Linked DNA regions of Mus musculus: regions 1, 2, 3, 5, 6 and 7 are each linked to region 4. Evidence: chromatin contacts called from public HiCAR-type and promoter capture Hi-C data. All regions are on one chromosome and are shown on one strand. The core of a region is the stretch at or near the end of the contact, and the rest is flanking DNA. Distances in the headings are between cores, read along the strand shown.

The links. Promoter capture Hi-C pulls out the DNA fragments that hold promoters and counts their contacts. HiCAR-type assays count read pairs that join an accessible place to other places.
Region 1: a contact with region 4 is called in a promoter capture Hi-C map of fetal liver, with 5 times the contacts expected there. The contact joins the enhancer-like site here to the promoter of Epm2aip1 in region 4. A contact is called at or near these places in 8 of 39 promoter capture datasets (the 3T3-L1 cell line, cranial neural crest, embryonic stem cells and 4 more) and 3 of 115 datasets of contacts at active chromatin or transcription factors (astrocytes, extraembryonic endoderm stem cells and large pre-B cells).
Region 2: a contact with region 4 is called in a promoter capture Hi-C map of liver, with 7 times the contacts expected there. The contact joins the promoter of Ubp1 here to the promoter of Epm2aip1 in region 4. A contact is called at or near these places in 8 of 39 promoter capture datasets (the 3T3-L1 cell line, the C10 cell line, cranial neural crest and 3 more), 1 of 484 Hi-C or Micro-C datasets (embryonic stem cells), 13 of 115 datasets of contacts at active chromatin or transcription factors (the 230-238 cell line, astrocytes, bone marrow-derived dendritic cells and 9 more) and 1 of 9 other capture datasets (adipose tissue).
Region 3: a contact with region 4 is called in a HiCAR-type map of astrocytes, with 7 times the contacts expected there. The contact joins the enhancer-like site here to the promoter of Epm2aip1 in region 4. A contact is called at or near these places in 6 of 39 promoter capture datasets (the C10 cell line, cranial neural crest, hippocampal neurons and 2 more) and 6 of 115 datasets of contacts at active chromatin or transcription factors (acute myeloid leukemia, astrocytes, epiblast stem cells and 3 more).
Region 5: a contact with region 4 is called in a promoter capture Hi-C map of the HPC-7 cell line. The contact joins the enhancer-like site here to the promoter of Epm2aip1 in region 4. A contact is called at or near these places in 7 of 39 promoter capture datasets (the C10 cell line, the HPC-7 cell line, cranial neural crest and 4 more) and 4 of 115 datasets of contacts at active chromatin or transcription factors (bone marrow-derived dendritic cells, embryonic stem cells and large pre-B cells).
Region 6: a promoter capture Hi-C map of pre-B cells shows a contact between it and region 4, with 4 times the contacts expected there. The contact joins the promoter of Clasp2 here to the promoter of Epm2aip1 in region 4. A contact is called at or near these places in 10 of 39 promoter capture datasets (the 3T3-L1 cell line, cranial neural crest, embryonic stem cells and 6 more), 1 of 484 Hi-C or Micro-C datasets (erythroblasts), 5 of 115 datasets of contacts at active chromatin or transcription factors (the 230-238 cell line, bone marrow-derived macrophages, embryonic forebrain and 2 more) and 2 of 9 other capture datasets (adipose tissue and liver).
Region 7: a promoter capture Hi-C map of hippocampal neurons shows a contact between it and region 4, with 4 times the contacts expected there. The contact joins the promoter of Fbxl2 here to the promoter of Epm2aip1 in region 4. A contact is called at or near these places in 2 of 39 promoter capture datasets (cranial neural crest and hippocampal neurons) and 2 of 115 datasets of contacts at active chromatin or transcription factors (astrocytes and embryonic stem cells).

What each region holds. Positions count from the first base shown.
Region 1 is chr9:113,968,255-113,971,128 of GRCm38.p6, reverse strand. Ubp1 (upstream binding protein 1) reads right to left here. Exons shown (of 16, transcript NM_001372510.1): 12 at 1,713-1,803; 13 at 869-987. It also overlaps a transcript of Fbxl2 not described here. Among named protein-coding and RNA genes, the nearest start is that of Ubp1, 38 kb to the right of the region's middle. Within about 2 kb of position 1,563, at least 34 of the 459 cell types and tissues checked have an H3K27ac peak or open chromatin away from gene starts, as enhancers often do. A contact at or near this core is called in fetal liver, where this site is marked.
Region 2 is chr9:113,930,060-113,932,759 of GRCm38.p6, reverse strand. Ubp1 (upstream binding protein 1) reads right to left here and starts at 1,448. Exons shown (of 16, transcript NM_001372510.1): 1 at 994-1,448. The coding sequence starts at 1,106. It overlaps Gm39439 (a long non-coding RNA gene), which reads left to right and starts at 1,834. Exons shown (of 4, transcript XR_003948257.1): 1 at 1,834-2,033.
Region 3 is chr9:113,796,900-113,800,016 of GRCm38.p6, reverse strand. The region is part of intron 7 of Clasp2 (CLIP associating protein 2); the gene reads right to left. Among named protein-coding and RNA genes, the nearest start is that of Clasp2, 57 kb to the right of the region's middle. Within about 2 kb of position 1,421, at least 12 of the 459 cell types and tissues checked have an H3K27ac peak or open chromatin away from gene starts, as enhancers often do. A contact at or near this core is called in astrocytes, where this site is marked.
Region 4 is chr9:111,270,182-111,273,144 of GRCm38.p6, reverse strand. It overlaps Epm2aip1 (EPM2A (laforin) interacting protein 1), which reads right to left and starts at 1,300. Exons shown (of 1, transcript NM_175266.4): 1 at 1-1,300. The coding sequence starts at 1,184. It overlaps Mlh1 (mutL homolog 1), which reads left to right and starts at 1,537. Exons shown (of 19, transcript NM_026810.2): 1 at 1,537-1,736. The coding sequence starts at 1,621.
Region 5 is chr9:113,769,415-113,772,379 of GRCm38.p6, reverse strand. It overlaps Clasp2 (CLIP associating protein 2), which reads right to left. Exons shown (of 40, transcript NM_001114347.1): 4 at 2,092-2,183; 5 at 522-597. Among named protein-coding and RNA genes, the nearest start is that of Clasp2, 29 kb to the right of the region's middle. Within about 2 kb of position 1,524, at least 13 of the 459 cell types and tissues checked have an H3K27ac peak or open chromatin away from gene starts, as enhancers often do. A contact at or near this core is called in the HPC-7 cell line, where this site is marked.
Region 6 is chr9:113,739,934-113,742,733 of GRCm38.p6, reverse strand. Clasp2 (CLIP associating protein 2) reads right to left here and starts at 1,261. Exons shown (of 40, transcript NM_001114347.1): 1 at 859-1,261. The coding sequence starts at 1,053.
Region 7 is chr9:114,025,320-114,028,163 of GRCm38.p6, reverse strand. Fbxl2 (F-box and leucine-rich repeat protein 2) reads left to right here and starts at 1,413. Exons shown (of 15, transcript NM_178624.6): 1 at 1,413-1,471. The coding sequence starts at 1,469.

The DNA.
Region 1 (2,874 bases), core at 314-2,813, 2.7 Mb before region 4:
TGAGGCATTTCTCAGAGCTCTACTACTATCAGCTACCTCTTAGAATGCCACAATACATGTTTCCCTGAAGCTGAATGTCACCGTCATTCTGTTTCAGAATGTGAGAGAGGGGACATTGATACCATCACACAAATGAGAGCAAGGTGTGCTGCTGCACACCGGTAACCTCGGTGCTTTGGAGGATGAATTCATTTAGGAGAATGGCAGTGCCGAGACCAGCTTAGGCTACCTAGTAAGACCTGGGCCCAACCTGTCACACTCCTAAAATGTTTCTAATCAAAGGAGGGAGGGAAAAGGAGACGGGAGAGGCCAGAGTGCTTCACACTGTCCAACTGAGATAAATCTGCAAGGCAAAGAAGTCCTCCTTAGTCAGAAGGTAAACTATACAGCTTGTGCTAACACTGACCCTTAAATACACAGCTCCCACCATCCTGCCTGCAGGGAACACAATGGATGCTCACCCCAGGTGGGTGAGGAGGAGGGTGGAGGAAGACTGCTACATCCACTTGTCTTTGTTCATGTGTGATAGTCAGGAGTTGTGTCCCCCCAGTCCCCATCTAGTTAATGAAATGGAGGGGGAAAAGACCTAAGAAACCCAAACCAAAACAACAACCTCTTTCCCCAGCAAGCAACCAATGTGACATTCATCCAGAAAGCCTCAAGCAAGTTATTGTTCTGACTGCTGGGAATGTCTTACATAAAAGTCATAAAAAGAGATCTACAGCATGCATAGCGAGGACAAAGAAAGTTCTAGTTTCCTCCTTTCCCCAGGACTTGACCCTACAGCTGCTCCTAGTGCTTGCTCGGCAGTCCCGCGCTCACATCAGAGTCTGAGGGAGTATGGGAAGGAAACGCCCTCAATACCCACCGGAGGGCGTCCCACCGCCACTTTCACCTCCACTGCCTGCAGCTTGTGGCTGCCCTTGCAGCGCGGTGCTACTCGGCTGCTCCTGGCAGACATAGATGGTTAAGCGGGGCCTAACCGACCTGTAATCAGAAGATGCCATCAATGAGACTGTGAGGGTAAGCTGCCCCAGCAGGTACAATCAACAACTACAGGAATCTACGGTCTAGTTTTCCTGGTGAGAACTTTACAGTGTTATTTCATTATGCAAAATAATTTTCTAATAAAAATATTAAAAACCACACACCTCACACCAACTATCACAGGTCCAGACTCTAAACCATTGAGATGGTCTGTCAGATGCTGGTAAATTTAAGTTTTAAGATTGATTAAGCAATTTGAAATCAGTAAGGCTGGAGTTTACTCAAGTCTCAGCACACAAGTCTAGAGACAGTAATGGCAGCAGTGGGTCTCAAAGCCAGCACAGTCACAGTTCTAGCATTCTAATTGACAGTTACAAGTTCACATTTAATAACTGCTTAACAATAATCATGACCTTGAAAACCATAGATTCTGTAGAGCTCACCTAAATTAGAAGTTTTGTTTTCTTGGCAACAAACCCAGTCGTCTTCAAGAAATCAGTCCTGCCCATGTGCATTGCTACCAGTCTTAGTCTACCTCTGCCCTCATCAGTGCCTGCCCTGAAGGTGTACACAAAACAGTCTTCTCGTGAGCACAATGCTGCCGATGCTTGGTGGCGCACACAGGCACACGCCAACCTAGCGTGGAAACACATTCTGCCCACCAAAGCCCCCACGCAGAGAAAAGTCCACTTTCAGCTCACGCAAAATAGTCTGTGGTATTTTACCTTGACTTCAGGGAATTATAGAGCCGAATTCCATCGGCTGCACCACAAATCTGAACTAAATCCTCCTTTGTCAGCTTTAATAAGTCGGCACCTGGAAAATAGCAGAGATCCTCAAATAAGCAAGACAGGAATGGACAGAGCTGCTGCTTCACAGTGTCACTGCACAGGTCTGTCCGTCTGCGCAGCAACAGGTATCCTGGAGTACACACAGCCACGATTAACACAGAAACCACATGCTGTGGTAACAAGGTGCCAGAAGCTGATAAGTCAGTGGCCATGGCCAGGAGGCCCGTCTGCTCCCAATACAAGACTCCTTATTCCTTATCTGCCTTTCTTTCCTTGTCGCTGGGCTGTGGGTAACCCTGTTTCTGAATCTCCCTAACGCCCTGGTGCTGCTTTTTTTCCTTTTTAAAAACATAAATGGAATATTGACATTTGGTGAACTTTGCCCAAAGTCACCAGTGAGTGAGAAGCAAAGTGGAGAGCGGGTTTCATTACAGCACTGTGTGCAATACAAGTTAGACACTATAAAGTTCCATCCCCACAGCCCGTTCTAACAGGAGAGCTTAGTAGAAGATCACCCTGTTCCTTCAGATTGCTTCCCTAAGTACTTGGTGTCTAGGATTTGCCTTAAAAGCATCAAAAAGGGCAGTGTATATAAGGGAGAAGTGGATACAAGACTGAACAAGCACTGGGCACCAGTGAAATTGGGGTAGTCAGAGAAAGTCTTTCATGTACTCAATACTTACTATATTTGGAGATGTATACAAAATCTTTTTACTCTTTTAATATCAGTCAAGACCTTCCAGACCTTAATATATGACTTCATATATTAAACATCTACTCCCATATGCAGAAGATAACGGCGTTGCTTCACTTGCTCGCTTTGTTTCAGAGGCTCAAATGAAAGGGCTTGACAGAGTCCTAGCTTATAAATAAATAAAAACCAGAGAGGCCTAACTCCCATGAGACGTGAGCCTGTATGGAGTCACTCTTGGAAAGAAATAGCAGAGAAAGAGGTTCTCTGTCTATTAGGGTCACACAGCTCTGAAGCAGGGATCCTAGTTGTGACATCTGTAACTCATGAAGAGATATATCCCAGCTGGTGATAGTGAATCCCAGCTCTGAACTGTGATGACCACCTAAGAGACCTCACTGTCCT
Region 2 (2,700 bases), core at 199-2,698, 2.7 Mb before region 4:
GGGTCAGATGCATGCGAGCGGCTTAATTCTTAGTTTAGTATGTTTTCCACCGCTTCTTTCCACGGGCCAAGAAACCTCCCGACCCGCCAGAGTCAAGGCTAATTGCTTCAGGGATGAGGCTGGACTTGTGCAGACCAGCTCTGACCCAGGGCATTTCTCTTAGGGTATTAACAATGCTTCTGACCTCCCCTGGGCGGCAGGAAAGGTAGGAGAGCCCCAGGGAGCCCACATCGCACACTTTACACAACCAACCATACTGCTGAAAACTAAGTACTACACTTAATTCACACGTTTCAAAAACCACTCCGTTTTTTACCTCCTTGGGTAAACCATACCCTACACAAGCCATATTCCAACATCGAAACAAAGGGCTGCCGAGCCACCAAGAACTCTTCAACTCTTTCGGGATAAGTAAGGGGCAGACACACTTGGCTCCTATCTGTTTCCGCCTCTCCCAATTACACAAAAAGGAACAGCTGCTGGTGCAGACAGCAGTGACTAAACTATTGTGTGTGGCACAATCTTAAAGCCCTCTGCAAAAGGAAACAGCCTGAGGGGAGTCACTTTGAGAATGAAGAAACCTAGCAAGGGCCCAACTTCACTCTCAATCAGGAGACTATACAAGCAAGTCACTGCGCTCGCCAACCCTCAGGGCTACTTTCACTCACAATATAACTTACTATCAGAATGTCAAGCGGCTGAAAGTCGCAGGCCACGCTACCAGGCACCGTAGGAAAAGCTACAGTTTTCCCATTAGAAACAGTGCCTTTTGTACAGCCTACTCCAGCTAAAAGGACTCGTAAATCACTTGGAAAGAAAGTCCCTGCCCCTCTGACCCAATCTCAACGGCTAGCGCGGCTTCCCCAGGCAGAAGCGACGGGGTCCTCCGCCGCTAGCCGCCCCCGTCGGCCTCCCAGGCCACGGCGCCACGCGGCAGGACCCCGACCCCGCGGCCCAGGCCCCGCCCGGCGGAGGCAGCCGCGCGCCCCTTACCTCATGCTGTAGGCGCCGGCGCCCAGCTCCTGCCCGATGCCGGACAGGCTGGAGTCGAAGTCGTGCACCAGCCCGGACTCGATCACCTCGTCCATACTGAGCACCCAGGCCATCTTCCGGCCTCGCCGCCGCCCCGCGCAGCGCGGCCTCCGGGTCCGGGGCGAAGGCGCCCGAGCTCCGCGGGCGCGTCCTGAGGGAGGACGCGGGTGAAGCCTCCGGCGGCGCGGCGAGTGGTCACCTGCGGCGGCGCGGGACGCGGCTGAGACGAGAGCGGCCGAGGCCCAGCTGTCAGGGCACAGCGTGCGGGCCAGCAGCTGCGGCGGGAGCGACCGGGCCGCGAGCCGCGCCGCCCTCCCGCGGCCGCCGGCCCCGCGCCTCATGCCGCCGCCCGCCCCCGGCGCCGCTCCCGCGGCCGCCGCCCGCCCCGCCCCACAGCCCCAGCGCGCATCCCCCCGGCACGCCCGTCACCCGCTCCCGGGCCGCGCCCCCCCCCCCCCAGCCCTCTGCCCGCCCGCCCAGGCTCCAGCGCCCCTTCGCCCCGGCCAACCCCGCCGCCGCCGCTCCGCCGGCCCGGACGCAGCTTCGATGCGGCTCCGGCTTGGGCTCGCTCGCCGCTTCCGCCTCCTCCTCCGGCCCCGCCCCTGCGGCCGCTCCCCTCCCAGGCCCGCCCCTCGCGGCCCCGCGCCTCGCGGCGGCACTAGCGCCTGGGCCGAGCGGCGCTGCCCGGCCCCCGCGGTGTCGCGGCCTGGCGGCGGAAGAGGTGTGACCGGTTACGCTCGGCTGACTGACAGGTCTTCTGGGCAGTCACGGCGAAGCGGCCGGAATGGATTCCCGTGAGCCTCTGCGTTCCCGGCTGAGCCACCAATCAAAACGCTCTTCCCCTCCGGGACTAAATTGACTGCCATAAGTAAGAGCTCATTGGCCCGCACTGGAGGAAGTGGTTCCAGGTCCTACTTCCGTCGGTTCTGGGAAATACCCTTTCGTCGGCTTTTGCCCCCGCTCCAGAGAAAAGCGGGTACATCTCGTCTGATGTAAGCTAGGTCTGTTGTGCAGAAGATCTTGATTGGCAGGAGAATAAGCCAGTCAGCCCTCCCTAAAAGGTCCCCGCCCCTCTCAACTCAACTTTAATCCGGAGGCAGAAGCATGCTGGTCTGAGTTCGAGGTCAGCTTGGTCTACTTGGCGAGCTCCGGCTGAATCAAGGTTATATACAAGGGCTTGTCTCAAAACAAAACAAAGCAAATTTGCAGAGCCCAGAAGATCTGGTGACGCACATAGCACAAGAGTGTGTGACACCCTCGTTATTCCTTAATCATGTGCGCTAACACAAACCATGCAAATTGCTGTGAGAGTTAACGTGAAGAAAACTAGTGTTTTTCTAAAACAAAAGACAACAAACAAACCCGGGAGGTTATGGTTCAGGTAGCACGAAGACAAAACAAACAAACAAACAAACAAACAAACAAAAACCACACACACACACACAGATACCCGCAGCAAAAGACAAAGAATACACTAAGCATAGAGACTTCCTATCTATGCCCAAGTGCTCCCTTTTACTGCTTCATGGAAGTCTGTGTCTGGGTATCCCTAACAAGCTTTGAGAAGAACTGCTCCCTCCAAGCCGGCCCTCGATTATTGCTTTTTTCACATAATATTGTTTCCAAAGGATTCGGATGTGGGTCCAGCAACGTTCATTTGACAGGTTT
Region 3 (3,117 bases), core at 172-2,671, 2.5 Mb before region 4:
GCATTGTATTCTTGGCCTCCTTTAAAACCAGTGTCATGATACCCTACAAAGAATTTGAATCAAAGGATATTGAAAGCAGAAACACAAAGGAAGCTACATAAAGAAAGGATATGGTTGATAACTAGACACACAAAGACACCCAGATATTATTCGTCCTCTGACAGAAATCCAAATCTGACGACACACCTCTTAATCTTTCCCAACAGTTCTACCACCTGAGGACCAAGCATTCAAATGAAAGAGCATGTGGAGACTTTCATTCAAACCACCGCAGTCGCACGTAGCAGCACCACTGAAGAGCCTGCATCCACAAGACAAAACGCTCAAATCAGACTCAGTTTTGATCAGGCCATTCAAAGTGTTTTCAATTTTCAGAAAATACAATAGATACAGATACAGGTGTGATGGTACAGGCCTGTGATCGAGGCATTTAGGAGAGGAAGGCAGGGGGATCAGGACTTCAAGGTCATCTTCAACTACAAGAGTTTCCTAAAGGCCAAATACAACATGAACAAAAACAAAATAAAACAATCAAGCAAAGCACTAATGCAATGAATCACCAAGTTGTAGTACAGAAAAAGCTCGCCGGAGAGGTGCTAAATAAATGCCACAAAGGGAGATCAACTCTCTTGCTGATAAGAGATGTAGCAGCCAAAAACAGTGGGGAATCTAACTTGAATCCTACAGTAAACAAGCTGAAAAGAAGATATTTATAAAGTAACTGAGATCTGAACACTGAAATTATTAAAAATTATAACTTAAATCACTTTATTTTCAAAATCCATACACTAGAACCCAATACTGTAAGCACAGTGTAAAAGCAAACATGTAAACTAAGGGCAGATTATATGAGGTAAGCCCGTAAAGACAGTCAGCACATTCCTACAAGATGCCTGTAACAGTCATGGATAAGTACTGGGGAAGAACGATCAAAGCTGCAACTTGGATTTTTCCAACCCTTAGACACAGTCTTGCTGTGTAGTCCAGGCTGGACTTGCATTTGTGGAGAGCATCCTGCCCCCACCTCCATGTGTTGGGATTACTTTATTGTGTCCAGCTACAAATCAGAATCCCAAGAATTTTTATGCTGCAGCATAAAAATTATTTACCTTGCAAAATTACAGAGAAATAACAGTGCCTAGGCCAGAAATAAATTCTAGCAGCCACTGAAAACCCATGGAAGGTTTCACTATTAAAACCCTCAACTCAGAAGGCCCATGCGTACATGCAGTATACACATAAGGTTTCACAAAAATTGTAGGGTACACAGACACTTAGACACAGATACAGACAGACACAGACACAGTCAGTCTCAGTCCCACCCACCTCCTCTCAAGAAAAAAGGAAGGAGAATGAAAGGTTTTGGAACCATTCAAACTTTTATTTGCCAAAGTTTCTTAGGATGCAGGGTAAAGAGAAAGTTGAAAGAAAGCACACTAAAGGCACAGTGGAAGAACCCAGCAAGGCCAACTTGTAACTAGTAACCGCTCTGTAAGGAGAGGCAAAAGCAAACAAAGGGGAGAAACATAATTTAAAAAACAAACAAACAACAACAACAAAAAAAAAAAAACCAGGAGGAGCTGGGAAGAAACACACAGTGGGAAACTATTTTCTGTAAGAGCCTGAGAGCCTGAGTATAAATCTCCAGGATCCACCTACACAATTGGGCACAGTGGCAGTCTCTGTAATCCCAGGTAGGAAGAATTCTCTCTGTAGCTCACAGGTCAGCCTACCCAAAATGGGGGTTCTAGGTTCGGTGAGAGAAAAATAAGGTGGAGAGCAACGGAGAAAGACACTCAACAGTGAGTAGTAACCTCTGGTCATGTCATCTATGTATGCACTCACACACAAGTACAACATACATACATATACACAAATATAACAACAACAGACTGCTTCCCTGAGCTAAAATCAAAAACCTTTAGAAATAAAATCTAGTAAAATAAACAAAACAAGACAACAACAACAAAGCCTTTAATTTGCCCAACCGTCATAGCATATGCCTTTAATCCCAGCACTCAGGAGCCAGAGGCAGGTGGATTTCTGAGTTCGAGGCCAGCCTGGTCTACAAAGTGAGTTCCAGGACAGCCAGGGCTACACAGAGAAACCCTGTCTCGAAAAACAAACAAACAAACAAAGATATAACTGAACAGTTTAAGATATATTTAAAGTCTATGCTAGCTTTTTTTCCCTTTGAATAATAGGAGGAAGGTTTTCTTTAAAGATTTAAGACCTTCAATAATTCAAGCAAGAGATAATCACAATTTGAACCGTACCTGGCATTAATAAAGTAACATGTCATGAAATATACCAAAGTAAATAGTAAACAAGGTTCATAAAAGTCAGAAATCTGTCACAAATTTTCAAGCCAGTAGTTGTTAAGAGGATCAAACCATATCATTCTACAAGTACAAAGAAGATATATAAACCTTTAAAGAGTAAAGTTCATTACCAATGTCAGCTTTGAAAACGTGTTGCTACTGGCATCCGACAGGTAAGACGGGACTGCCTTAGGAAGTCTGTGATGTGTTGCACAGAGCTGTGCCACACGATGGCTGGCTGGCTGGCTGGCTAAGGCCAGCAGTGACTACTTTAAGGGTGCTTTTTATTTTTAGCCACTTGCTACTTTCAATCTTAGTGGCCCCTGTCTTCTGCCTTACAGTGATGCTAATACTGTTGTTTTAGGGCATGGATAGAAAGTCAATCAACAGAGTAGAAAGAGGTGTGATTGTGTCAAGTGGCCCTTTGAATACTCCCTGACACGGCATCTCTTCTTGGACTATTCTGCACAGCACTGGCTTTCCTGATTCTCAGGACCATCCACTCTTTTGATCCTTGTAATTTACTTTCTCTCCATACATTTATTTTTTTTATCCTATCATTGATTTTAGTAGAAAATACTGGCCTTACACCATCAAGTAAAAGGCAGGTTTCTCTCCTGTGATTTACATCATACAATCCTAGTGTGTCATAAAAAAAAAAAAAATGTTCAAGAGCAAGGAAGAAGGATCTTTTCAGCATCAGTATTCTATTCCTCTTAAACTAAATTTCAGATGAGTTACATGTGATCCTAGAAGCCAAAGGATCTCATGGAAGGTTGATCCCTAAGGATCTCAC
Region 4 (2,963 bases), core at 51-2,550:
ATCTCTCGAAGATAGTCCATAATATCTACCAAGAAACCAAAATCACAAAGCCACTGCTTGTCTGAGAAATGAACTGTTGTTGCCCCCACTGAGACCAAGAACGCCTCGATTTCTTTTCTTAGTGAAAATATTAGTTTTAACGTTTTGCCTCTTCTCAGCCAGTTGTTCAAACACCGTCCGTTAACTCTTTCACCATGCTCTGACTCAGACTCAGTTAGTAGAGGCTGAAACTCCGGTCGCCTAACACCTCTGGTCTTAATCATAACTACCCATTCAGATATGGTATTTATGATCTGATTAATATCAACATCATAAGAACTCAACAGTTCCAAGTGAAGAAATCCCGAATAGTGGATTACGTTCCAACAGTTGGGACTCACGGCCTTCTCTCTCATGTAGGAGACCAGTCCGGAGTTCTCGCCGATCATCCTTAAAGTGTGGGTCGTGGTCAGTCCAACCATTCGCTGTAAGCTGAGCCCTGCTGTCTGCAGGGCTTCCAGAATTGCCGACATGAGAGCCCCAACACTGAAGTGATGAGTCAGGTTGATAATCGTCAGAAGATCTTCTTGCACCTCCAGGTCGCGGCCGACGCCACGGATGAAGACCAGCAGGTAGTTCTCATAGGCCACAAAAGCCTGGTCATCCAAAGCAAGGGAATAGGCCTTAAAGTCCCTGGCTCGGTTAAACAGCTGGCTGCGGAGGTTGCTGTCAATGCTCAGAATCCTCTGCCGTGTGATCTCTGGAGACAAGTCAATGCCTTCCAGGACGCCGACGTGATCCGGCAGCACCTCTCTCAGCAACACCTCCATGCACTGGTGTACGAAGTCACCCTCACCCCAGCCGCGACCCTTCAAGGCCAAGAAGCGGCAGAGGCCGAGGCCTGCCCGGGTCGCTCTCTCCTCCGGAGTGAGCACGGCGGCCAAAGACATGTCACCCTGCCGCAGACGCTCGACCAGGGCCGCGCGTTCCTCGTCCCCTACAAACCGCTCGTAGAATTCGTGCTCGGCCTCGTAGTGGCGCCTCACGTCGCGTTCCCGAGTAGAGGCGACCAGGCGGCGACACACCAGGCACAGGGCCCCGTCACCCTCCGCAGGCTCCACCACCAGGTATCGCTGGGTCCACTCGGGCCGGAACACCAGAGCCTCGTCGACTTCCATCCTAATCCTCTTGGGCGTCATCCACATTCTGCGGAGGCCACAGGAGAACGCCGAGCTCTGAGGCCGCAGCAAACGGGGAGGAGCCCGACGAACGCCAAGCACCCCCTGGGTTCTGCGCCAGATCACCCGAGCAGGGGTGCACCAGCCTCCGCCAGGGCACCTCCGTTCCTATTGGCTGGAGATTTCGTATTCCCTCAGCTCTCAGAAATGAGCCAATAGGAAGAGCGGACCGTGAACTTTGACGCGCAAGCGCGTTGCCTTCTAGCCTGGTGTCGGGCCGCTGTTTAGAGCGGGACAGAGATCCCAGGAACTGACGTGTAAAAGCGCTTGACTGGCATTCATGCTGCCCAATCAGCACTTGCCGCTGGGAAGACGGCGCAGGACTGCAGTCGGCCGAAGCTGAAGGAAGAACTTGAGCGTGAGGAGCTCGAGTGATTGGCTGACTGGGAACTCGGGCGCCAATATGGCGTTTGTAGCAGGAGTTATTCGGCGTCTGGACGAGACGGTAGTGAACCGCATAGCGGCGGGGGAAGTCATTCAGCGGCCGGCCAATGCTATCAAAGAGATGATAGAAAACTGGTACGGAGGGAGCGGAGCCGAGTTCCCCGACTGAGAGCCGGGGCGGGCCGACCCACCTGCTGCAGTCGGCCACCGTGCGGGGCACCGAGCACGGGGACCGTGGGGGCATCGGGCACAGGGACCCTGCGCGTGCCAGGCTGGTTTCCCATTATGCACACGGCCGAAGGTCCTCACGACTTGCGCGAGACCTGTTTGGGTCGCAAGTAGGGGAAGCACGCGTGGTATTGGTTTAATGGTATCTTCCTGGAGTATGCGGCTCGCCGCCACGTTACATACAACGAAGATGCGCGGCTGACGATGTGTGAATGTGTAAGGGTGGAAGAGAAACAGTCTTCAGAGTGTGCCATTTTAGGTTTATCATTCATTCCCGGAATAATCCCTACACATCCAAGGCACAGTTTCTTCTGAGTTTTATTCAGACGTATCAGGACATGGGGCTTTTTTTCTGACTCTCCTCTTGTCAAATTAGTGAGTGACCCTAGTCTGAGACTTAGACCTGCATCTGAGACTTAGACCCGTCAGGTTGTGGAGGGGAGAAGTTAAACGTGTACTGTTTAACCTTTAATAGGCACAGTGAATAGTATACCCCAAAGTAGACACACCACCAAATAAGTTCAAAAAGGACACTGTGTACATAAGGACTTTGTGTTAATATCAGTTGATGGTTGTGAAAGCCAAAGAAGACAAATGTTCAGAAGTGCACTGAAAAGACAAAGCATTCAGAACGATGACACTGAGATAAATGACCTCAGGCCCTCTTTGGGGTCCAAAGACCTTTATGCAGGAGTCACCTAAGACCATCGTGAAATTCTGATATTTACATTACAATTCAGAGCAATAGCAAAATTGCAGTTATGAAGTAGCAACAAAATAATTTTATAGTTAAGAGTCACCACAATGTAACAATGGGTCCCAGTTTTAAGAAGGTTGAGAACCACTGCCACAGGGAGGAAAGGAAACTGAAGAGATAACCAGAGGAAGGAGCAGGGAGCCCTCGGACATTTGATTTGGTGTCAATAGGCTGCCCTAGGATAGGTTTTGCTTTTACTGTGTTAGGATGACCTGGAGAACTTGTTCACTTAATTGTACTATGCCTGAATCACCTACAATAAAAAACTAAGCTTAAAAGTAGCATAGCAACGCATGCAAGCAGAGATTATGCACAGATCCTACTTAAATATTTAAGTCGAGGTTTTTGATACAGAGGTGCTAAGAAAAGTTTATTAC
Region 5 (2,965 bases), core at 275-2,774, 2.5 Mb before region 4:
AGATGCACCATGGACACAGGCTTTTCCTATTAAACAGGGCTATCAACAACTGCAACCATTCCTGTAAAAGCACATTCAAGCACATAGGCCGGGAACAATCTAGCAGTTAACATAAAGCTGGACTAAAGAAGGGAACCCAGAAGTCTCTGAATCTGTCACACTCAAGAACTAACCATTAGTTCCTCTGTCTTTACCATCAGCCCAAGTACTGACAAGCGTTCCTTTCAAAACGAACAACCCCTGGTAGAACAAGGGGGAAGAGGGAGAGAGAAGGAGAAGAGGCCAGTAGTTCTTGCTACTTGGGAGGGTAGAGCAGGAAGATCACGTGAGCCCAGTGGATTCTGAGCAAAACAACCAGACCTTCATTTAATTTAAAAACAAAAAAGAAGGCAAAATTTTCACTATCCACCTCCTCTCTCTTTACTGTTATGGCTTAAATAAGGGAAGAGCACAAAAAAGGGCTGCCCCCTCCCGCCCTCAAAAAAGACCAGTCAATGCTTGAAGGTAAGTAATGTTTTTACCTGACTGTTAGAGTCTCCAAATAAGACACATAAATGCGGCACCAACTTGCTGATGACCAGTGGTTGAGTCCCAAAGCTAAATATAATTTAAGGGGAAAAAAATTTTAGTTTCATTTAAAGAGTGAACAAAATATCCTGGTACTATCTTCTTTTTCTTCTACTTTTTCTGTTTTGTTTTTAGAGACAGGGTTTCTCTGTGTAGCCCTGGCTGTCCTTGAACTCACTCTGTTGACCAGGCTGGCCTCCAACTCAGACACCCACCTGCCTCTGCCTCATGCTGGGATTGAAGGTGCTGAACACTACCGACTAGCCTTTCTTCTTATCTCTGTACAGAAAGCATGGACACAGACTGTTAAGGAAAGATGAGTAACAGGCAAAGTGATGCTGAGCAACACAAAGTAGACCCTAGCAGGCATCTGATGCAGCCCTAGTTAGGATGACTACTGCGTGGGACCATGAAACAGACAGGGCGGGAACCTGGAGGCAGGGGCTGACACAAGAGCCCATCAAGGGTCCTGCTTACTGGCTTGCACCCAGGGCTTGCTCAGCCTGCTCTCTTATAGAGCCTAGAACAACCAGCCAGGGATGGGACCACCCATAATGAGCTGGACCCTCAACTATCAATCACTAACTAAAAAACTGCCTTACAGCCAGATCTTATGAAGTATTTTCCCAACTGATCCCTCCTTTCAGATGACTATGGCTTGTGTCAAATTGACATAAAACTAATCGGGACAGATGTTGAAAATGAAGGTCAGCACATGACCCAACTGGGCAAAATTCTCAACAGCAGTTTGACAACCCTGGCAGCCTATCAATTACTTAAAAAAAAAATCTGAGTTGAGTCTTAATATACAGTGAGATGAAGTAAGTTAAGAGATATTTCTGTTTACTAACGTTCTGAAGTCTAGGTGGAATTCAAAGGACAGGAGCACTAACACTCAGAAAGTGTGCCGACTGAAGGCCCTGACCAGCACTTGCTAGCAGGAAGGACCCAGAGCAGTGAAAGAAGAGGAAGTCGTGTCATGCACAGGAAAAGGCAAAGGGGCTACCTATTACCTACCATACTTCACAGTCTGGAAAGTCTTCTAGAATACAAACAAACGCCTCCACTCACACTCCTTCTGCCACCATCTTAGCCCTGTGACACCTGTGCTGTGAGGACTCTGTCCCCTACAACTAGGAGTATTGTACAGAGTCCAGGCAGAGCTCAGAGAGGCTCTGCAGACCTCTACCTGTCACCCACAGTGCTCCATCCAGACTAGGGTCAACTGGTAAAAGGGATGTAGGGAAATGGCTTTAACATGTGACACAGCACTGAGTCATTGAATCACTGAAGCAGATACTAACAGAAAAAGATGCAAAGTTATTAACATTATCAGGTTTATAACCATCAATGCTGGATGGCTAAGTAAAAACCTATAAATTCAAAAATTAACATGAAAGATACCTTATATATATATAAAAGTAGCATTAAAGGTTATATTTTTCCACTCTTTCTTCACCCTGTGAAAAACCCTCGAGAAATGACTAAGAGAAAGAAGGTCATTTCAGTAAGCACAGGACTTACATGTTCAAGGTCTCAATAAGACACAGGCACACGCCTTCTCGAGATCGAAAGTTCTTGTGCTTGAAGCCAGAAGCTAGCTGCTCCCAGATGTACTATTGGAAAAACAAGTAGACACACATGATACAAAGTCAGGAGATGCACGAGACAATCTAAGTCCTCCTAACCTTACAATCAAGCCATCAGGTGTTAGATGTGCTCCACATGTGGGGCACTTTGCAAATTTTGGAATATTTACATTAACATTAAGAAATCTTATTGATACAAACTCAAATGTGAAATTCATATTTGTTCCATATTTACTTTACACATGTAACCTGAGCATAAGTTATATAACATTTTTAATGCAACTAAATTCTGACTATAGCCTGGATCAGGTGTGTAGTTTTCCATTTAGAGTATTAATGTTATGTCAATGAACAAAAACTTTTAGACTGTCAGATCAGAGATGTTCAACTCACATTTACAAGGCTTTGCTTGTTTTTTTGTGTGTTCCTGCCCATTTGATAGCTGAACCACAATTCTGAGTTTTTATTTACATACTTTTCACTTTAAATTTCAATGATTATGAGAAACATCATGTCCCATATATAAGCATCTAAGCAATTCCAAGAACATGGGTTTCATCTATGCTAAGAATGCTGAAATTATATGGGCACAGTGGTCTAGGAAGTACTCAATAGAGGTGAACTCCCTACAACAAACTGTCACATGGAACAACCGCAAACGTTTTATAATTAAAGCTTTCCTCTTTTTAATGCAAGACACAAATATGGAGACATTAGGAGCAGGTCATTTTATGACTACCTAGTCTGTGAGGAAAGGGAAAACGAGCTTATACCAATAAGGCAAAACAACTGTTTAGGACTAGTGCAGC
Region 6 (2,800 bases), core at 12-2,511, 2.5 Mb before region 4:
TCCACGGGAGCTCCCGCCTGCATTTTAAAGCAATACTGCCACCAGAAGACTAAAAAGAAAAGTAACCACTAACAACTCCAACTAATTACAGAATATTCACTTTTCTCCATCGGTGGCTACATAACAACTCCCTGATGCTGACCGGACACCCATTCCTCCTCGTACCTTACCGCACTCCTCCCCATTCCCGCTTCGTTTGCAGCATCAACTAAACCATAGTGTTTCAAATCTAAGTTCGTCCCAACTGCGGGAAAACAAGAGAACTGATGAGTGGTCAACGGCTTTCTGCTGTCAATTAAGGGAAATGTGAATAAATGCCATGAGATGAGCAGTCCTTCCGTGCGAAGGACCTGAATACGCGCTAACGGTGCTTTTGGGTGATCTCAACCTTCACGTAAAGACTACGAAAGAAAAGAGGGAGAAAGGGAGAGGGGAGAGGAAAAGAGAGGAGGGAGACGGGGAGGGAACGACAGAGGAAAGAGAGGGAGGAAGAGAGAAGCAAAAAAGAAAAAAAAAGGAAGAGAGGCGGAGAGGGATGAAGAGAGGGTAGAGAGAAAAGAAACTGGAGATTAAGTATAACAGCAAGAGATGAACTTGACGGTCCAACTTCACGCCGTACTCAAACGCCCCATCTCAGCGCAGGCGTTGCCATCGGGCGTAGACAAACGTTACAAAGTCTTAAAGCCTTGGGCCGCAAGTTACCACTTTGTAAAGCGCCAAGCAACACAGCAACGTGTCACCGAACCGCCGCCTGGGGCCGTACCCCAAGCCCTGGGGGGCGATGCCAGCGCGTCCCCGGACCCCGGCGGCAGCGCGCCCGCCCGCCCCGGCCGCGCGCCCGTTCGCACCGCCGCTCACCCGGTAGTTGCTCGAGCCCACCCAGCGGGTGAGCGCGTCCACGGTCTTAGCCAGGCGGCTCGGATCGTCCTCCAGGTCCGGGATGGCTCCGGGCGTGCCGAGGCAGAGCAGCAGCTCCTCGCCCGCCTGCAGCCGGCCGCTCACGTCCTTCTGCAGCACTTGGGCGCAGAAGTACTCGGCGCCGCGGGGCTCCATGGCCGCGCCCGCCACCCCTCACACGCCCGTCGCCCCTTACACGCCAACTTTCCTCGCAGCACCGCCGAGGCGCGGCGGTGAAGCCTCCGGGACGCGCCGACACGCAGAGACGCCGCTGCCTGGGGTGCGGCGGCCGGCGGGGGACGGCCCCCCTAAACTAATCAAACTCGGCGCCCCCCGGTCCCAGCCCCGCTTCAGAGGCTGCGGCTGCCGGCGACGTCAGCGCGCGCGTGACGTCAGAGCGACGCGCCCGGCCTCCAGCCCGGCCTCCCGGCGCGCCCGAGCCCCTGTGGGCTGCGGCCTGTGGCGCTACTGATGGCCCGAGCCTTGGGCTGTCGGGGCCGTGTGGGTCGCCTCGCGTGGGCGACCCTGGAAGGCCAGTGTGGGAATTCCGGCATCTCCGGCGATTCGCTCCGCCGCCATCATCAAGACTCAAAACTTTTTGGTACTTCTCTCCCTGCCCCGCCCCTGCCGTCTCTTAAAACCGGAATACACGGGTCGCGTTCTTCCTCGGCACAGGCCTGGCTGTCCCTTCCTGCTGCCACCCCCACAGTCGCCCTGGAGGACTTTCTGTTTCCAGTTGATACCGAGGTTTTGCAAATGGATCCACATTTTCTCTTGACGCACTTTCACCTCCCACCCTCACTTCGGGAAGCCCCCAGACCGCCGTTACCCACTAACCACCTCTGCCCTGGGCGACTTTAATTTGATTTTTGTTTGGACAGAGACTAAAGGCAGCACAGGATGTCCTCGAACTCACCCTACAGTATGGTCTTACATTTCTGGCCCTACCCCTGCCTCCCAAGCCTGAGCCACAGAACTCGAGTTTTGTTTGGGGATGGCTGGGGCCGTTAACTTATAAGATTTCTTTTTATTTCATGTGTACGTGTGTGCACCTGAGTGTGCCCGCTTGCAGAAACCAAAAGTTCCAGGAAGTCAGATCTGGATGGAGTTAAGTGGCAGTTGTAAGCCACCTGATGTGAATGCTGGGAACTGAACCTGGGTTCTCTGCAAAAGCAGCAAACCCTCTTAACTGCTGAGCCATCTCTCCAGCCCAGTGTTGTAGAGAACAGGTTTAGCTGTGACACTTGGACGAGTCGGGAACTCAGTCTCTTGCATTCTAAACTTATTTCTAACATGGTAGGGTAATTTTCCATTTTTTAAAGTTATGTAACTCCACACTGTGTTCTTTTTCCTTTCCTCCCCCTCTCCCAGTTTCTTTAACCCTGATCCCAATATCCCTAGGGCTCAATCTGCTGCTGTAATCTTTGGGTCTAACTTCTCATAGCAAAATGTTGGTATTTCATTCCATGAAGTACGTATCTTAAAAGTCTCTACCTTTTTATACTTAATCCTTCCCCGTTATACTCTGACTTGTTGATCCATCCGTCCATATAGCAATAGGCCTCTGGGTTGTTTGCAGTTTTCCATAATGGTTGGCATAAGCACCTGAGTTTGGGTGCCCTTGGAGGCAGAGGCATCATCAGATCTCTTGCAGATGACTTAGATTCGATTCCCAGGATCCACATGGCAGCTCACAACCATCTAGCTACAGTTCCAGAGGATCCGATGCCCTTTTTGACTTCTAAAGGCGCCAGGCAATGCCCATGGTACAAGTACATAAAATACCCATAACACATTAAAAGTACACATACAAATAAATGTTTTTAAAGTATTTTGAATTTTTAAAATATCATCCCTTAAATAACACAGGTGTTGCTTTGAATGTTGCCATTTAGGAACTGTC
Region 7 (2,844 bases), core at 164-2,663, 2.8 Mb before region 4:
TGGACTGAACCTCTAAAACTGTAAGCTAGCCCCAGCTAATGTTTGCCTTTATAAGAGTTGCCTTGGTCATGGTGTCTGTTCACGGCAGTAAAACCCTAAGACACCACCATACAAGGTTTCTGCAGTGTTGTAGATCAAACCCAGGGTTCCTGCATGCGAGCTAGGCAAGCGCCCTACCAGCTGAACCTCATTCCTATACTAAATATTTCTTCTCTATCAGGTTGATGGACTGGATCTGAGGGTATCCAAATTTTATTCAGCCACATTTAAAAAACCCAACAAATTGCCATCTGATTTACTAAATTAGAAACTATGCTTATTAAGCTACATCAGTAAAAGAGCTACAAAGACTACACATATCAATGTGTTTATGTGTTTGACATGGGGTCTCTCTATATTGGTCAGTCTTGATTTGGACTCCTGACTCAAGAGACCCTGCTGCCCTCTGTCTCCCAAGTACTTAGGATTCCACCTTAGCCACTTGGCACCAGTTTAAGGATAATACTTTTTAATCAAAGGAAGTAGCTTATAGAATAAATGCATGTTTCAGAATGTATTTAATTGGAAGCATGCAAGCGAGTAGATTAGAATACCAGCCGTGACCATTTCAGGTGCAGGCATTTACTGTGATCGGATTCATTGATCATTTAAAACGGCCTCAACAATTGAGTGCCATCTTGGGTGATTGGTATTTGTTTTGGTTTTGGTTTTGGTTTTTCAAGACAAGGTCATATATATCCCAGGCTGACCTCGAGCTCGCTGAGGATGACCTATCTGGTCCTCCAGGTTTCACCTCCCTATGCCGAGGTTACAGGTGTACACCACCATGCTAGGTTTATGTGGCACTGGGGATGGAACCCAGGGCTTCATGCACCCGAGGCAATTGGCTGCCAACTAAAAGTCACATTCCCAGCTCCAACAATTTAGGGTTTTGTTGTTGTTTGTTCCTTTAAAAACTATTTATTTTATGTATATGAGTACACTGTCATTCTCTTCAGACACACCAGAAGAGGGTACCAGATCCTGTTACAGATGGTTGTGAGCCACCATGCTGTTGCTAGGAATTGAACTCAGGACCTCTAGAGGAGCTTTCACCACTGAGCCATCTCTCCAGCCCCTTGTTTGTTTGTTTATTTTAATAGAGAGAATCCACAAAGGTATTTTGCTCTGGCCAGTGCATATCTGGGACACCTGTCGGTTGTAAGGGCGTCAAGGTGATGCTGATGCTGTGGTGATGGGAAAGGACTAGGTGTGGAGCCCCAGGGCAGCCAGCTCCCTCCTCAGAGCTGCGTGGGGCAAGGAGAAGTGGGCGGGCCGAAGGGCGTGCCTACGGATCACGTGGCAGTCGCAGGCCAATAGCGGTCTCCGAGCCCACCTTGAGGCCGGGGCGGGGCGTCGGGCTGGCGTCACCAGGACAACGGGCGTCGCCGGCGCCGTGTGACTTCAGGCTGTGGGCGCGCTCGCGGCCATGGTGAGTCTGGGGCCCGCGCCTGCGGGGCAGCGGAGATGCTGGGCGCCTAGGGGAGGACGCAGAGAAGCGCCTAGGGCTGCTGGGCGGGGCAGGGCAGGGCAGGGCCGGGTCGGATGAGGCCGGGCGCGTCAGGGCAGGGCAGAGCAGGGCAGGGCAAGGCTGGTGAGATCGGTCCTGAGAAACCAGGTTCCCAGGTCCTGGATGCCAGGGGGCACCGGGACGCTGTGCTCTCTGTTGCACACCCGGGACCTCCACTCTGTGGACCACCCCGACGCGGTGACGCTGTTCGTCACGAGCGTGCCCGGGAAGCCACCAGAGGGTGTGGTTACATAGATACCCACAGCCACACATTTCAGGCTGCGTACTTCAGGCTGCTTTTATGCAATGATGTCAATACCGAACCATGCATTTGATTCAAGTTCTACGTCCTAACGGGGCTCCCAGCACGACGGGATTTAATGGGTGGCTTCAGAGATACCCTTTCACCCCTTTTATAAAAATAGAAAGCATTGAGCTGAACTTTTTTTTTTTTCCTGAGTGCTGCACTTTCAGTGAGAGATTTAATGAATCTGTCATTAGTACGTTGTAAACGCCTTACAGAAGCCGTTAGCTTTGCTCAATAAACTTGAAAGGCTGTGGGCAGGCCACCTGGCCTCCATTAGCTTCTTGTTTGAAGCCTTAATTGACTTGGCTTGGGTGCTGGCTCTAATGGGCAAGGTTACGCCGTGATTTCTTGAGAGTCCCCCATCTGGAAGAGAAGTGGGCTCCCTGGTTTGTGACGCTTCCTGGGAATAGGATATTTGAGGGTCAGCTAATGGAGAAGTGCCTAATTTTAAGAAATACGTATCTAGAGGTCCGGTGAGATGGTTCAGGGGTTAAAGGAACTTGTTGCCAATCCTGATGACCTGAGTTTTCTACCCCTGACCCATGAGTGTCGGGAGCAGAGAGTCTGTAAATTATCCTCTGACCTCTCTCTGTACAGGGCATGTCCTCCATATAAATAATGCAAGGAAAAAAATATGTATCTGCCATGAGTGATTAGATGGGATTTGCTTGGTGTGTGTGTGTGTAGGCACGGTGTGAGGTTCAGAGGTCAATGATCATCTTTCTCCATCCCTGTCTACCGTATTTTACTGAACCTGGACTCACCGACTTGGCTAGGCTGGGGGGTCCTCACTCTCACCCATGACTTCCGCATCACTGTGGTTACAGGCACCACACACAAGTGGGCTGTGCTGTAGAGCATCTGTGTTCCCCTGTGGAGATGCTGTGGAGTAGAAGCTAGAGGCTTCTTTCTTGTTTGGAATGCTTTGGTTCCGAGCCTTCTGGAGTGATTTGCGTCTAGTTCTCAGCTTTGGCTTAGGTGCTGTCTG